Regions from separate parts of the Mus musculus genome. Here region 1 is linked to region 2. The links are chromatin contacts, called in public HiChIP or PLAC-seq maps. All regions are on one chromosome and are shown on one strand. Each heading gives the region's core, a stretch centred on a gene start, on an enhancer-like site or on the middle of the called end of the contact. The rest is flanking DNA. Distances are from core to core; before and after follow the strand shown. Region 1 has its middle 36 kb from the start of Csf2ra. Region 2 holds the start of Prdx3 (peroxiredoxin 3).

Region 1 (6,744 bases), core at 3,711-6,210, 390 kb after region 2:
ATGCAACAAAAATAGAAAACCTGGATGAAATGGACAATTTTCTAGACAGATGCCAAGTACCAAAGTTAAATCAGGATCAGATTAATTACTTAAACAGTCCCATACCCCCTAAAGAAATAGAAACAGTTATTAATAGTCTCCCAACCCAAAAATCCCAGGACCAGATGGGTTTAGTGCAGAGTTCTATCAGACTTTCAAAGAAGACCTAATTCCAATACTCCTCAAATGATTCCACAAAAAAGAAACAGAAGTTACTCTACCCAATTCCTTCTATGAAGCCACAATCACTCTGATACCTAAACCACACAAAGATTCAACAAAGAGAACTTCAGACCAATTTCCCTGAACACAGAACATGCCCACAAGTGCTGGCAACACCCAGTACCTCACATTACTGTGGGCTATGCCCCACTGCTGACAAAGCCTTGAGGCATACCCATGGTGTAGAGGACCTATGTCACTCTGCTACACCTCTCTATGACCACTACTACTAGGAGACACTACAAAATTGTGGCCATGCCCCTCCTGGCCACACCCCTCTGCTGGCCATGCTTCACTCTACCATTTACTGATGGGCCTTGTTCAGTGTGTGCAGGAAGTCCCCGAGACCCCACCCACAGCAGGAAGTCCCTGAGGCCCCACCCACCTCCAAGAAGTTGTTCTGCCCCAGCTCCTGGCACATAATCCTGCTGGACCATGACCAGTTCATGGTATAGAAGATCCTGATCACAAGGTCAGGGTGGGGTCACAGGTATAACTGTCAGTGCAGGAGGGTCAGGGTGGGACCACAGGGTCAAGATGGAGGGTCACCAAGCACATCAGAATGAGGCTATAGAGAGTTAACATGACAGGTGTGGCTTCATTTGGGCATGTACGATGTGTATAGCTGTGGGTGTGGCCTTGGGTCTGGTCTTTGCTGTGTCCTTGTCTGTGGGTGTGGCTGTAGGCCTAACTGTTGGTGTGCATGTCCACAGGTGAGCACATCCCTCACCTTGGTGACATAGCACAAGTGGAACTCCAACCTCTCCTTTAGGAAGGACAGGTCCAGGTGCAAGTTCACTGCATCATGGGAGACAGAGGAAGGGGAGGTTTGGCAGAGTGGTTGGAGCTGGAGACAGGGCAAGGACAACAAATGGTGGTGGGGATGACATGAAGCGGGTCTACTCAGAACAAGATATAGAGGAAATCAGTTTGGTGGTTCCTGAGAAAATTGGACATAGCACTACTGGAGGATCCAGCAATACCACCCTTGGGCATATACCCAGAAGATGCTCCAATATGTAATAATGACACATGTTCTACTATGTTCATAGCAGCCTTATTTATAATAGCCAGGAGCTGAAAGAACCCAGATGTCTCTCAACAGGGGAATGGATACAGAAAATGTGGTACATTCTTAAAAACAATGAATTTATGAAATTCTTAGGCAAATAGGTGGATCTGGAGGATATCATCCTGAGTGAGGTAACCCAATCACAAAAGAACACATATGATATGCACTCACTGATGAGTGGATATTAGCACAGAAGCTCAGAATACCCAAGATACAATTCACAAATCACATGAAACTCAAGAAGAAGGAAGACCAAAGTGTGGATATCTGGATCCTTCTTAGAAGGGGGAACAAAATACCCATGGAAGGAGTTACAGCGACAAAGTTCAGAGTAGAGACTGAAGGAATGACCATCCAGAGACTGCCCCACCTGGGGATCCATCCCATAAACAACCACCAAAACCAGACACTATTGTGGATGCCAACAAGAGCTTGCTGACAGGAGCCTGATAAAGCTGTCTTCTGAGAGGCTCTGTCAGTGCCTGACTAATACAGAAGTGGATGCTCACAGTCATCCATTGGATGGAGCACAGGGTCCCCAATAAAGGAGCTAGAGAAAGGACTCAGGCAGCTGAAGGGGTTTGTAGCCCCATAGGAGGAACAACAATATGAACTAACCAGTACCCCAGAATTCCCTCCAACCAAAGAAATGGTGGGACTCATGGCTCTAGTTGTTTATGTAGCAGAGGATGGCCTAGTCGGTTATTGATGGGAGGAGAGGCCCTTGGTCCTGTGAAGGTTATATGCCCCAGTATAGGGGAATGCCAGGGCCAGGAAGAGCGAGTGGGTGTGTTGTTGAGCAGGGACATCTGGGTTGTTGTTTCCAACTTCTGGCTATTACAAATAAGACTACTCTGAACATAGTGGAACACATGTCCTTATGGTATGGCGGATTATCTTTTGGGCATATGCCCAGGAGCAGTATAGCTGGGCCTTCTGAATGAAACATTTTCAATATTCTAAGGAAGTTTCAGACTGATTTCCAGAGTTGTTGTAGCAGTTTGCAATCCCTCTAGCAATGGATGAGTGTTCCTCTTTCTCCAAGTCCTCACTAGAATGTGCTATCACTTGAATTTAGATCTTAACCATTCAAAGTCCTTAGTCGCTATGGAAATGAAAACAAAAAGCACCCTGATATTCTACATTACCCCCTACACCAATTTAGTGTATTTTTTCCAGTTTTTTCTTTTTTTATTATTTTTATTAGATATTTTCTTTATTACATTTCAAATGTTATCCCCTTTCCTTGTTTCCCCTCCAAAACCACTCTATCCCTTTCCCCCACCCCTGCTCACCAACCCATGCACTCGCACTTCCTTACTTGAGGGGCTACCTCTTCTGTCTTGTATGTTTTTTTCACCATGTAGAAAGACTTTGTCTCTCATAAATGAACGAATACAGAAAAAGATATTCATCCATCTTTACATGCATTACATTCATGCATGCATGTACAATGGCTCAGTGGACAAAGCTGCTGGCTGTTAATGTATAGGTAAAATATTAAGGCCTAGATGGAATGTTAAGGACTGAGGAAACTATTAAGGCCTAGATGGAATGTGAAGGCCTATGTCAGATTAGTTAAGGGCTAGGTAATCTCTTACCTGTTTAGCCTGCCATTTTGTACTGTTAACTACTATTATAAGGACACTTTCTCATAGCTTGTTTCTGCTGTTACTGCCAGAATTGATTACATATTCTCATTGGATGTGTCCTCAGAAACTAATCATGATAAAAGCCGATCAAATGGCTTCCTTTGTTCTATAGTTATCTGCAAAAGGCTTGGACCCAAACCAACCACCCAGCAGCATTTCCTGCACCCACCCATGTATACACTTTTCTGGCATTTGCTCTTAGAAGCTGCCCTGGGGATGGACCCCCAACACAAGAGAGACACCCGCACCTATTCAGTGCAGAGACTACTTGGAATCAGACTTCTATTTTGAGTAGGGTGTGAGTGAGTAAAGTGTAAGTTCCCAAGGCCTCCCAGGGAACTGACATCTTACTTGGAAGAAAGAGACTTGTATGTGGGCAACTGACTTCCTGGTTTGCAAGTTAAGACATGAATGTTAGACAAGGCAAGTCCCCCTGCCACAGTCAAGTACCCCAACTAATGGGAGCAGGATAAGTATATAACAAAGATATGTTTCTAAGGAATTCCCCTATCCCTAAGTCCAGATTGGTGGAATAACTTGGTATAGATGTTTTGTGGATTTTAGGCATAGAAACCCTGTAGGATCTTCACTCTAGGTCACAGTTCAGCTCTGGAACCTGAATTGTGGCCCTGACTGATAAGTACTGGGACATATGCAGTTCTGCACAGACAGTCAGACAGAGGGACAGACAGACAGACAGAGGGACAGATGGACACACACACACACACACACACACACACACACACACACACACACACACACCTGCTAGCCAAGATGCCTGACGACCTGATTTTATTAGTGTGTGTGTGTCTCCATGGCCAAGCTAGCACCCCCCCCCCCAGAATTGTGTTTCAGAGATCCTTATTTATTTCTTGTGCCTGTGCTTGTATATGACCTAGGCTACACTTCCTGAAAACCAAACCAAACCAAACCAAACCAAACCAAACCAAACCAAACCAAACCAAACCAAACAAGTATGGCTGCCTGCCTGCCTATGAAGAGAAATGATATCACGAATCAACTAAAACTATCTCCTAAGTCTTCCTGTTTCTCTTTCTTTTCTATCTTCTTTCTTTTTTCTTTTCTTTTCTTCTCTCTCTCTCTTTTCTTTTCTTTTTAAATTTTATTTTTATTTTTTTCATACAGGGTTTCTTAGTGTAAGCAGTCCTGGCTGTCTTGGATCCCACTTTGTAGACCAGACTGTAACCTGTAAGAGCCTGCTTCTGCTTTTCAAATGCTGGCATGAAAGTTGTACACCACTATGACCAGCTAAGATTCTTATCTTTTTTTTCTTTCCCCTTTCTTTCTATGATTCTAGCTTTTACCAGGCAGTGGTGGTAGCAGAGGGAGGTGGTGGATCACTGTAATTTTGCAGCTAGCTTAGTCTACAGACTGAGTTACATCAAAGGAGTTCCAGGATGACTGATTATATTTATCTTTTATTATGCATTTTAATTAAAATTAACCAAAAGAATTTAGAATGACTGATTCAGGGTCTGGCATTTTAACGTATTATACAAAAGCAGGAGAAAAAACCATGAGGCTGTCTGTGGATGGTCTAGGGTTCTGGCTGTTTTTGGGAGCTTCCTTGTCATGAGCTTTGCACATGCAAACTGGGCCACCTAGAGGCTGGTAAAGGCAGCCTGGAAACAAAAGCAACCTGGAACAGTAGGTCACATGATGGCCAGCCACCTCCATCTTGATGAGGTCTGTCAGTGGACAAGATGGCTGCCATCCACATGTGGTCTTCCATCTTGGTGAGGTCAATGTGCAACTGAGTGACAGAACAAGGAAGTAGAAACAGACACACAGGCACAACACGTTCATTCTGTTTTTGGATAAAAGACACACAATTTTTATTATTTACAGTAAGCCTTAAACAGCACTACAAGAGCCGGCCAGATATTTACCCTCTATGTGATAAGAATTTTCTTTTTTCTTCTTTTAATTCTCAGGACCTGCATGGTGGGTTCTCCTAGGTTCTGGTGCCCTCTTCTGGCATGCAGGCATATAGGCAGCAGATAGAGCACACAAATACATACATTGAAAACTAATAATAATAATAACCAATAAATGAAAAGAAAAAAGATTGTAGCTTCTGCCCAGCTGCATGGGTAGCAGAGGCAGGCAGGCAGAGAGGACCTCTGTAAGTTTGAGGCTACCCAAGCCTACAGAGCAAATTCCAGGCAGGGCTGCTGAGGTACACCAAGAGAAACCCTACTTTGAAGCAAAATAAGACAAAGCAGAAAAGGTTCTGGCTTTTATTTTACAGACATATTTTTCTTCTAGTACTATTGACTATCAAACTTTGATCATGAAGGCACGTTGGATTTTATGACAGAATTTGTATGTGTGTGTGTTATATTTCAGCTGTGATTGCTGTCACTTGTCATCTAGTGGGCTTGTGTTTGGTTTCTTTCTTTCCATGTCATCTATCAAGTCGGGGCCATAGCACCCTTTCAGCCTCAGAAATCCAGAGCTCACTGACTCCTGGAGAAAGGGTGCTAGGGGAGAAGGAAAAAAGAAATCTCTGGGGCAGGGGCAAGACTTGAGCCTTCTGGTCGACCTGATCAAGCTGCCACCAACCCTACCATTTTTCCTAATAGGGCGTACAGCAACAACCCCTGCCCTGTAGATCTCCCGGTACAACCTCCTTGGTAGAGACTCTCTATCTCCGAGATGCACCCGCCTGCTTGCCCGACCCTGGCCGCCTCATCGCAGGCACTTCCCTGTCCTGTGTCACCAACCGGAGAAGGCAGGAGCGTTGCGGAAACTTGTCAACACTAGGTGTCGCCCGTCAACAACGGTCTGGATCAACTAAACAAACCAATACAGATCGCTCACGCGCCGCCACATTCACTCACTTATTCCGTCTCTCCCGACGGTCCTCCCTAGCTTGGGGGGGTGGGGGGGGGGCGGGGAAGGGGAAGGGGTGGGGGACGACACTCACGCACGCATGATGGAGCAGCGTACCCACTCACCACTTCTCCCGAGTGGCACAAACGGTCCCCATCGTCCCACCCGAACATAGCGAACGCGGGCTGGACTCAGACACCCAAAAACGAATGTATGACAGGGAGCTGTGAAAACAGGCGAAATCACTCTCTAAGTCAAAGTACGTGGCTAGCGAATCGGTCAGCGGGGCAAGGGAACAGGCACAATTAGGGGAAGGGGCTACAGTAAGGGGAAGGGAGCATCTAAGCACGGTGGAAGAGGAGGGTGGCTCGCGATCTCAGTTCCACTCCATTTAGGTCTCATTTTAAAAACACTACCGCTTGGGGTTTGTTGTTTTCTGGTGCTCGCTGCCACCCGCCCGCCGGCCACCCTCCCGCCCTCATCGAACCCATGTGATATACACACAACATGGCCCCTGCACCCACAGCTCAGAGAACATGTAAAGGGACTAGAAGATGGTAAAATCTGGAGGACTAAGTTGCCTGCTGAGAAACAGCGTCTTCTCTGTAATAGTGGAGTTGCACCTGAGACAACTTAACAGGTGAGTCACCTAAGTAAGACTTACAAAATGACATGACCAGTTGGCATGCCATAGGAAGGGGGAAATGTTCACATGTCCACACACCTAAGTGGAGAACTACATACATTCAACTGATGCTGAGAGATGGAGATTCAGACTTCCACGTTATCTGACACAGTCATTTATCCTTGGCATCAGGAATACTTTTGTTTTGCATACATCTATGAGTCTGAACATTTATGTGGATAAACATTAATCAACCAATCAACAAATCAATCAATTAT
Region 2 (6,956 bases), core at 2,559-5,058:
ATTGAACTCAGGACCTCTGGAAGAGCAGCCAGTGCTTTTAATTTCTGAGCCATCGTCTCTCTCCAGCCACAAAATAATAATAATAATAATAATAATAATAATAATAATAATAATAATAATAATAATAATTTCCTATATTACTTCTACCCAGACTGTTGTAAAGTTTAGACTGGCTTAGGGAACCATTTATCAAAAGTATGTGAGACAGAACTGTATTAAAGGCTGATAGTATAATCCAGTAAGAGTGCTTGCCTAGTATTCACAGGGCCCAGGGTTTGATCCCCAGTACAACCAGAAAAACTGACAGAACCATACTAAAACTCCTCCATTAAAAGGGCTGGGCAGTGCTGGCACATGCCTTTAATCCCAGCACTTGGGAGGCAGAGGCAAGCGGATTTCTGAGTTCGAGGCCAGCCTGGTCTACAGAGTGAGTTCCAGGACAGCCAGGGCTAGACAGAGAAACCTTGTCTCAAAAACAAACAAACAAACAAACAAACAAACGAATGGGGGAAAAAAAAAAAAAGGAAGGATGTTTCCTCCCACTATGGTTATATGAGGTACAGATGGCCAAGGACAGTGAACAAAAATTAAAAAGAATCTTTCTCTCCACTAAAAGAGGAATTTCAGCGTGGGTTAGAGATCAATACCAGCTCTCAGAGGGACATGAAAATATTATAAAATCAAACTTACAAATCCAAAGGGTAGAAGAAAAGCACCAAGTATTTTCCCTTAAAGTCGTCGAGACTCAGCTCTTTGAACTCTCCATTGACAACAGCAGTACCTTTAAAATAGGGCGCGTGCTGGGTGACAGCAGGGGTGTGGAAAGAGGAACCTAAAAAAAAGACCACACACCTGAATGTAGCTTGTCATCCACCACATCGAGTACTGCATGATTTTATTTAAACTCCTTTTGTTGGAACATATCAAGTAAACTTACTATTTGCCATAACTGGTGACATAAGTTGTTTATTAATTTAACTCAATAAGATGGTTCACTTCAGTTGTACATCTTAGGTAAAGTAATTTTGCCCTTCAGCACAATTCCAAAGTATATACACAAACTCAACTCAGTGGTAGGGAGGAGTGTGTGTGTGTGTGTATACGCGCGTGCGCGCACACACTTGTGAGCATGAATATGAAGGATGGAGGACACACAGATCCTCAGAAGACATCTACCATTTTTTAAAAACCCTTTCTCTCTTTTAAGAGTCTTTTATAAACTCAGCTCACCAAGTAGGGTAGGGTAGCTGGCACTGAGCTCCAAGGACTCAGTGGTCGCCTCTTTCTCAAGTGCTGGACCCATTGTATACTACTATGCCAGGCTTTCTGTGAGTTCTGAAGGTCAGCTGAACTTTGATCCTTATGCTAGCTGACTGACTGACTTAGCTCTCACTCCAACCCTAAAGAAAAGGTTTTTTTAAAGAACAAAAACTAGAAGAAATGAAATGCCCTTGGAACTACAAAAGGAAGAGGAAGAAGGCAGTAGAGAGCAGAAGGCAGCCAGACATGGAGCTAGCTCAGACTAGGGTGTGAGTATCACAGGACACTGACCAAGAGGGGCCAATACACAGGGAAAAGGAACAAACTCAAAACAAACTCAGCAAGTCTTAAAAGGACCCTCAGCAACAAGCAGCCAGATTAGCTCTTCACGGTAGAGAGAACAGAGTCTGAGAGGCTCTAATGCAGGAAAACAGATGTTTCCAGGAAGATTAGGCCATCAAAAAGATAAGAATGGTGGAGGCAATGTCTATAGTTAGTTATCTTGGTGAGAGGCACTGAGGCATGGCAGAGAGAAACCAAGAGCAGATGCAGGACATGTTTCAAACCTGGGGTGGGGTACAGTGGTGTTTTGTGTTTTCATTTTATCTAGTAACTTAGGTATCTTAGAGAAATAGCCTTTGTTAAGTATATTATACAAATATTTTCTTTTTCCTAGACTACCACTTTTTCTACTCTTTTTTAGGGGGGTGGGCATGGGGAGAGGTCTTGTTTATTTATTGTTCCCAGACAGAGTCTCACACTGTGATGCCCTGATTGGCCTGCAACTTTTTTTTTCTTCCTTTTTGGTTCTTCGAGACAAGGTTTTCTGATCTGTAGGCCAGGCTGGCCTCTAAATCACAGAGATCTGCCTCTGCCTCCTGAATGCTCACATTAAAGGCATGTGGCTCCACCACTGGCTTCCATTTTCTTTCTGTTTTCTTAAAAGTAAGTTTTAAAATTTTGACACCGCCAAGGACTCACTGTTCCTAACAGTTCCTTTTAGATCCAGCCATCTCTACATTATTCTCATATCCATGTTTAAAATCTCCAAGGACAAGCCTCAAGTATAGCCAGGGTCCAGAGTGGCTGATAAGGGTTTCCTTTTACCTGGATATGACTAGAGCACAGTAACACTTACTGGTGCTAAAGGCTGACTTTCCTTGGGCAGAGGCAGACCACAGTATGTCTGTCAAACAGGTTCTTCTAGAAGCAACAGGCCTAAGAACTGTTGAGGCAGAAATACTCCGGGAAATAGCACTTGCATGACGAGCAACCTGGAAAGAAAAATGCTTTCAATTAGGAAGGCTTTCCGAAAGGGTGACTGAATTCTGCCTTGCTGCTGTCATCCTTTGTTAACGACCCTTTTCCCAACGAAACAGATACCAAATCAAATTAAGAGCATGGGTTGAGTCTACAAGAAAATCATAAGAATAAAGCTTCAAGAATAAAAAATCTCCAAAATTTCAGGAAGGCTAGGCCAGGCTGAGTAGTTGTACCCTCCCCCACCTGGAGCTAACTGCTGCATCATGTAGCCACATCAAGGTTTTTCTCAGAAAAAGTCCCTTCCAGGCTCTCAGTCAAGGAATAGGGTGAAGTTCATGCACTGGGAGTGTTTGGCCCAAGCTCAAGGTTAGTAGTGTTTGCTCAACTTTGATGTCCAACATGGGACAGGAAATTAAGGGCTGAGCCCGGCGATGAGAAAGGAGAGGAGGATGGCTGGCAAGAGGACAGACAGTAGGCTGCTACTAGAGAACAGCAGATACCAAGGCAGAGTCCAGCCTGAGTGTGGGAGTAGAAAGAGGCTCCTGTTACTGTTTTTACTCCCGTTACTTTGTTTATACTCAGACTTAAGTATGAGCCCACAGCCATGTCGAGATGTAGGAAAAACTAAGGTTCAGAAATGTGAAGTCAAGCCAGACAGCACTCCAGAGGCAGAGGCAGTCGGATCTCTGTGAATTCCAGACTAGCCTGAACTACAGAGCGAGTTTCAGGATAGCCAGGGGATACACTGAGAAACCCCGTCTCGAAAAACCACACACACACACACACACACACACACACACACACACACACACACACACACACACACACACACGTGTATCTTGGCCAAGGTCATATTTGGTGACAGATCCTAGAACACAGTAGTCAGCATACTGGCCTCAAAAGTCAGGCCTGGGTGCTTTAGTGAAGAAACAGCAAGGGGACCATCAAGCACAAGGACTTGTTGGAGAGCACATCACCCACGGGGATAGTGTAAAGGCTGTCCTGCGCAGGGGCTAGGGCCTTTCTAGCCGCAGGAGGCCTAGAGGTCCCCGAGCTGAGAACTCCCTCCCATAGGAGCTAGTGGGCAGCAGACCTAAGGGTGCGCGATCCGGTCCTGGAAACAAGTGCGGGCCAGAGTCGCTGTTGTGTCATGCGCCTGCCCAGCTGCCAGCCACTCACCGAGGACCAGAGCAACCTTCCCGCAGCTGCCGCCATCTTCAGAGCACGCAAGAGGCACGATAGGCGGAGATACCGAGGAGTAGCCGGAGCACGCCGGGTGTGCTTCTGCCTGGGGCGTGGCTTCTGCTCCGGGCTTCCCTATGAGGGCGGGGCCTCAGCGAGGCGGGGCTTACGAGGAGTGGGTGGAGGAGGGGTGTGGTTTATGCAAAGAGGCTGGACCTGGGTGTGTGGTTGTGACTTAGGGGAGAAGCCGTAGAACCACTCCTTCCAGCTCAGGGGGAAATTTCCCTTTGACCTCCTGAATACCTGAATGCTTGGATTCCTATTTATGGTACCGACGTATAAAGATCAAATTCAATTTAGGAAGTAGACACTTATTGACATTTCCTGTTGATTTTGTTTCGCTAATTTAGAGTAGTAGAAAGTGTCTGTCTGTGAAAGAATCCAGTTCCCTTTCTATCTCAGGTGGGATCTTCTGCCTTCTGCATTCAGTGGAACAAACTTAGTTATCTGAGTTCTTTAATAAGCTAAGCGACTTAGGGACATCAGAGTTTAGTGTGCTTGAAAACCTTTGATATTGTGTGGGGGCGTTCATTTGGCCTCTCCTCAAAATTGGGATAATTGGGACACATTTTAAATCAATTTATTTGTTAACGCAGATACCAAGTAATGATTGGAGGGCACGGTTTTGAAGTACCACATCAAACACAGAATAAAATTCACATGATAACCACACTAAATGCCATGTCTAAGCTGGTATTTTCCAAGCACTGTTCTGTTACTAATATAGTTTCTCACATCTGCATATTATCTAAATAATATTTTCTTTATGCTAGCTCATTTTAAAGTGCAAATAATCTTATGGGAAAAGAAATGTTAAGTAGGAAATAGTTAAACTTCTACTTATAACAGTATAAATAGAAGGGAATTAAAAATAAACACACTAGTGCAAAATACTGCAAAGTTCCAGCTAGATACAGTTATTTGCTGAAAGTCCGAGTTTTGTTGAAAAGAAAGAGAAGGTGGTCAGAGGCATTCATTTGTAGGTCAGATGATTGAAAGAAACCTAAAAACATTTTGAGTTTCTCATACTGAGATCTGATGTTATTATTTATTTATTTTGCTCTCTACTATATCAGAAATATTCATAAAAGAAAAAAATTATAAATCTAGCTGTCCATGAACCATTAGCTGCTACACAGTGTACCTGTCTTGTGGAGAAAAAAAAAAAGCCTTATACCTAAAGAGACATCTCAACAAGTTCCTCACAGCACTTGCCTTGAACTTAACTGGTACCCAGTGTATGTGTTTGGTGTTCAAGTCTGTGATGGAATATAATTCAGACATAAAAAAGGATGAAGGCTGAGCTTGATGGCTTATACTTGTAATTTCAGCACTTGAGAGGCTGAGGCAGGAGGATAGCCAAGAGTTCAAGGCCAGGCTTTGCTACAGATTAAGATCCACTTGAAACAAAACAAAACTCTGAAGTGTGATAGCACAGGTCACCTTCTTGCCTGTACTTGCTTCTTCTTCTTTTTTTTTTTTTTTAAGATTTATTTTATTATTATTTATTTGTTATATGTAAGTACACTGTAGCTGTCCTCAGACACTCCAGAAGAGGGAGTCAGATCTCGTTAAGGATGGTTGTGAGCCACCATGTGGTTGCTGGGATTTGAACTCCTGACCTTTGGAAGAGCAGTCGGGTGCTCTTACCCACTGAGCCATCTCACCAGCCCCCTACTTGCTTCTTCTTAGTACTGAGGTTACAAGTGTACTCTTACTCATATTACAAATATAGGTAGAATTTGCTTTTGGAGTAGTGAAAACATCATGTGATTAATGGAGCTGAGAATTATAGAACATTAGATAATGGTAGGTTATATCTCTAAGAAACAAACATCTTCAAGAGGTACAGAACCTAGAACTCCATGCAGCTGAGCAGCTAGTGTTTGTGGTGGCTGAAAGCAGGCTCAGCATCAATTACTTGCCACTGTATGAGACAATGATCTCAATTTAATTCTTCCTATTTTCCATCACACCAAGGGTGTTTGTTTGTTTATTTGTTCAAATTCACAGAGATCTACTTGACTCTGCTCCCAGGTGCTGGGATTAAAGAACCACCATGCCAGGGGACATTGAGGGTTTTAAAAGTTTCACTGCTGTATCTAGAGTAAGGAAAAGGTATGTGACAAGGACAGGCCAGGAGTTTTCTCTGGGCTTAGATTAAAAGACAAAAAACAAAAATGAAAACAAAAACCAAAAAAAAAAAACCCAACTACTTTTAATAAGGGTTCTTAAACGCTTCAAGCCCACCATCCAAAGGTAGGGTTGAAAAGGGTTAGGTGGTAAAAAGGACAAGGGTATGTGGACCTGTTTAGAAGTATTTGGGGGGCTATTCCAATCTCTGATGTCAGGATACCAGCAGTCCAGTTCAGTCCAGTTCAGTCAGGACACCAAACACGAATCACATAAGTCAGCGGGAGCGACTAGGACCAGCTGGGACTCCTGGAAAAGTTCTCTGCTGCGTGTCTCTCTCAAGGAAGTGAAGATCAGCAAAGATGAAGACTCTGAGACCAATGAATCATTACAAAGCTGGCAATGCAAACTCACCATCACTGTCCCATTTATACTCTCTCCAAATATCACATGTCTTCCCTTAGCAAAACAAATACCATGTGACTCTGTATCACCTGACCCAACCAGAAACTTCTACTTCAGGTATCTGTCTCTTTTCCTTTTATGGATAGGCCTTTGTTTCTGGTTTTCCCCTAGCACTTTGAAGGACTCCTGTTTCCTGATATACACAGTGTAGTGGGATCTCCATCAAAGGGAGGCAGTTTGGTTCACACCTACGATACTTATATGCAGTGTGAAAGTCAGTCCAAAGCAAAGAGCAGGGTGAAGTGCCCCACATCCTCACCCGCTCCTCATTCCTGCTGCCCCTGCTAAAGTGTATGCATTCATCAGCTCCATCTCATTAATTAGGCTTATGTGTAGTACCATGTGCTGTATCTTGCAGGTTAGAGTGTGTTCCTGGTACTCTCTTAACACCAGCTCCCCTTAGCTTCTGAAATATTTTTCCTTCTACATATGGCCTTCTGGTGTTGGATAAAACCTGCATCTAACAATCACTCTGTGTGTGTGTGTGTGTGTGTGTGTGTGTGTGTGTGTGTGTGTGTGTGTGCGCGCGCGCAGTTGCCCTTGTGTGCACATATGAAGGCCAGGGGTATGTCAGAGCGTGTGACTATGGCTGG

What was found. HiChIP or PLAC-seq counts read pairs in DNA pulled down with a chosen protein or histone mark.
Region 1: an H3K4me3 HiChIP or PLAC-seq map of bone marrow-derived macrophages shows a contact between it and region 2, with 4 times the contacts expected there. The contact joins the enhancer-like site here to the promoter of Prdx3 in region 2. A contact is called at or near these places in 14 of 39 promoter capture datasets (the 3T3-L1 cell line, 3T3-L1-derived adipocytes, the C10 cell line and 6 more), 2 of 15 datasets of contacts at CTCF or cohesin (CD8 T cells and large pre-B cells), 35 of 484 Hi-C or Micro-C datasets (B cells, the Ba/F3 cell line, the G1E-ER4 cell line and 19 more), 32 of 115 datasets of contacts at active chromatin or transcription factors (the 230-238 cell line, the HPC-7 cell line, acute myeloid leukemia and 18 more) and 3 of 9 other capture datasets (embryonic stem cells, macrophages and pancreatic islet).

Annotation. Positions count from the first base shown.
Region 1 is chr19:61,260,846-61,267,589 of GRCm38.p6, forward strand. No RefSeq gene overlaps it. Among named protein-coding and RNA genes, the nearest start is that of Csf2ra, 36 kb to the left of the region's middle. Within about 2 kb of position 4,961, at least 152 of the 459 cell types and tissues checked have an H3K27ac peak or open chromatin away from gene starts, as enhancers often do. A contact at or near this core is called in the 230-238 cell line, the Ba/F3 cell line, CD8 T cells and 14 more, where this site is marked.
Region 2 is chr19:60,870,730-60,877,685 of GRCm38.p6, forward strand. It overlaps Prdx3 (peroxiredoxin 3), which reads right to left and starts at 3,809. Exons shown (of 7, transcript NM_007452.2): 1 at 3,703-3,809; 2 at 2,399-2,534; 3 at 691-832. The coding sequence starts at 3,738.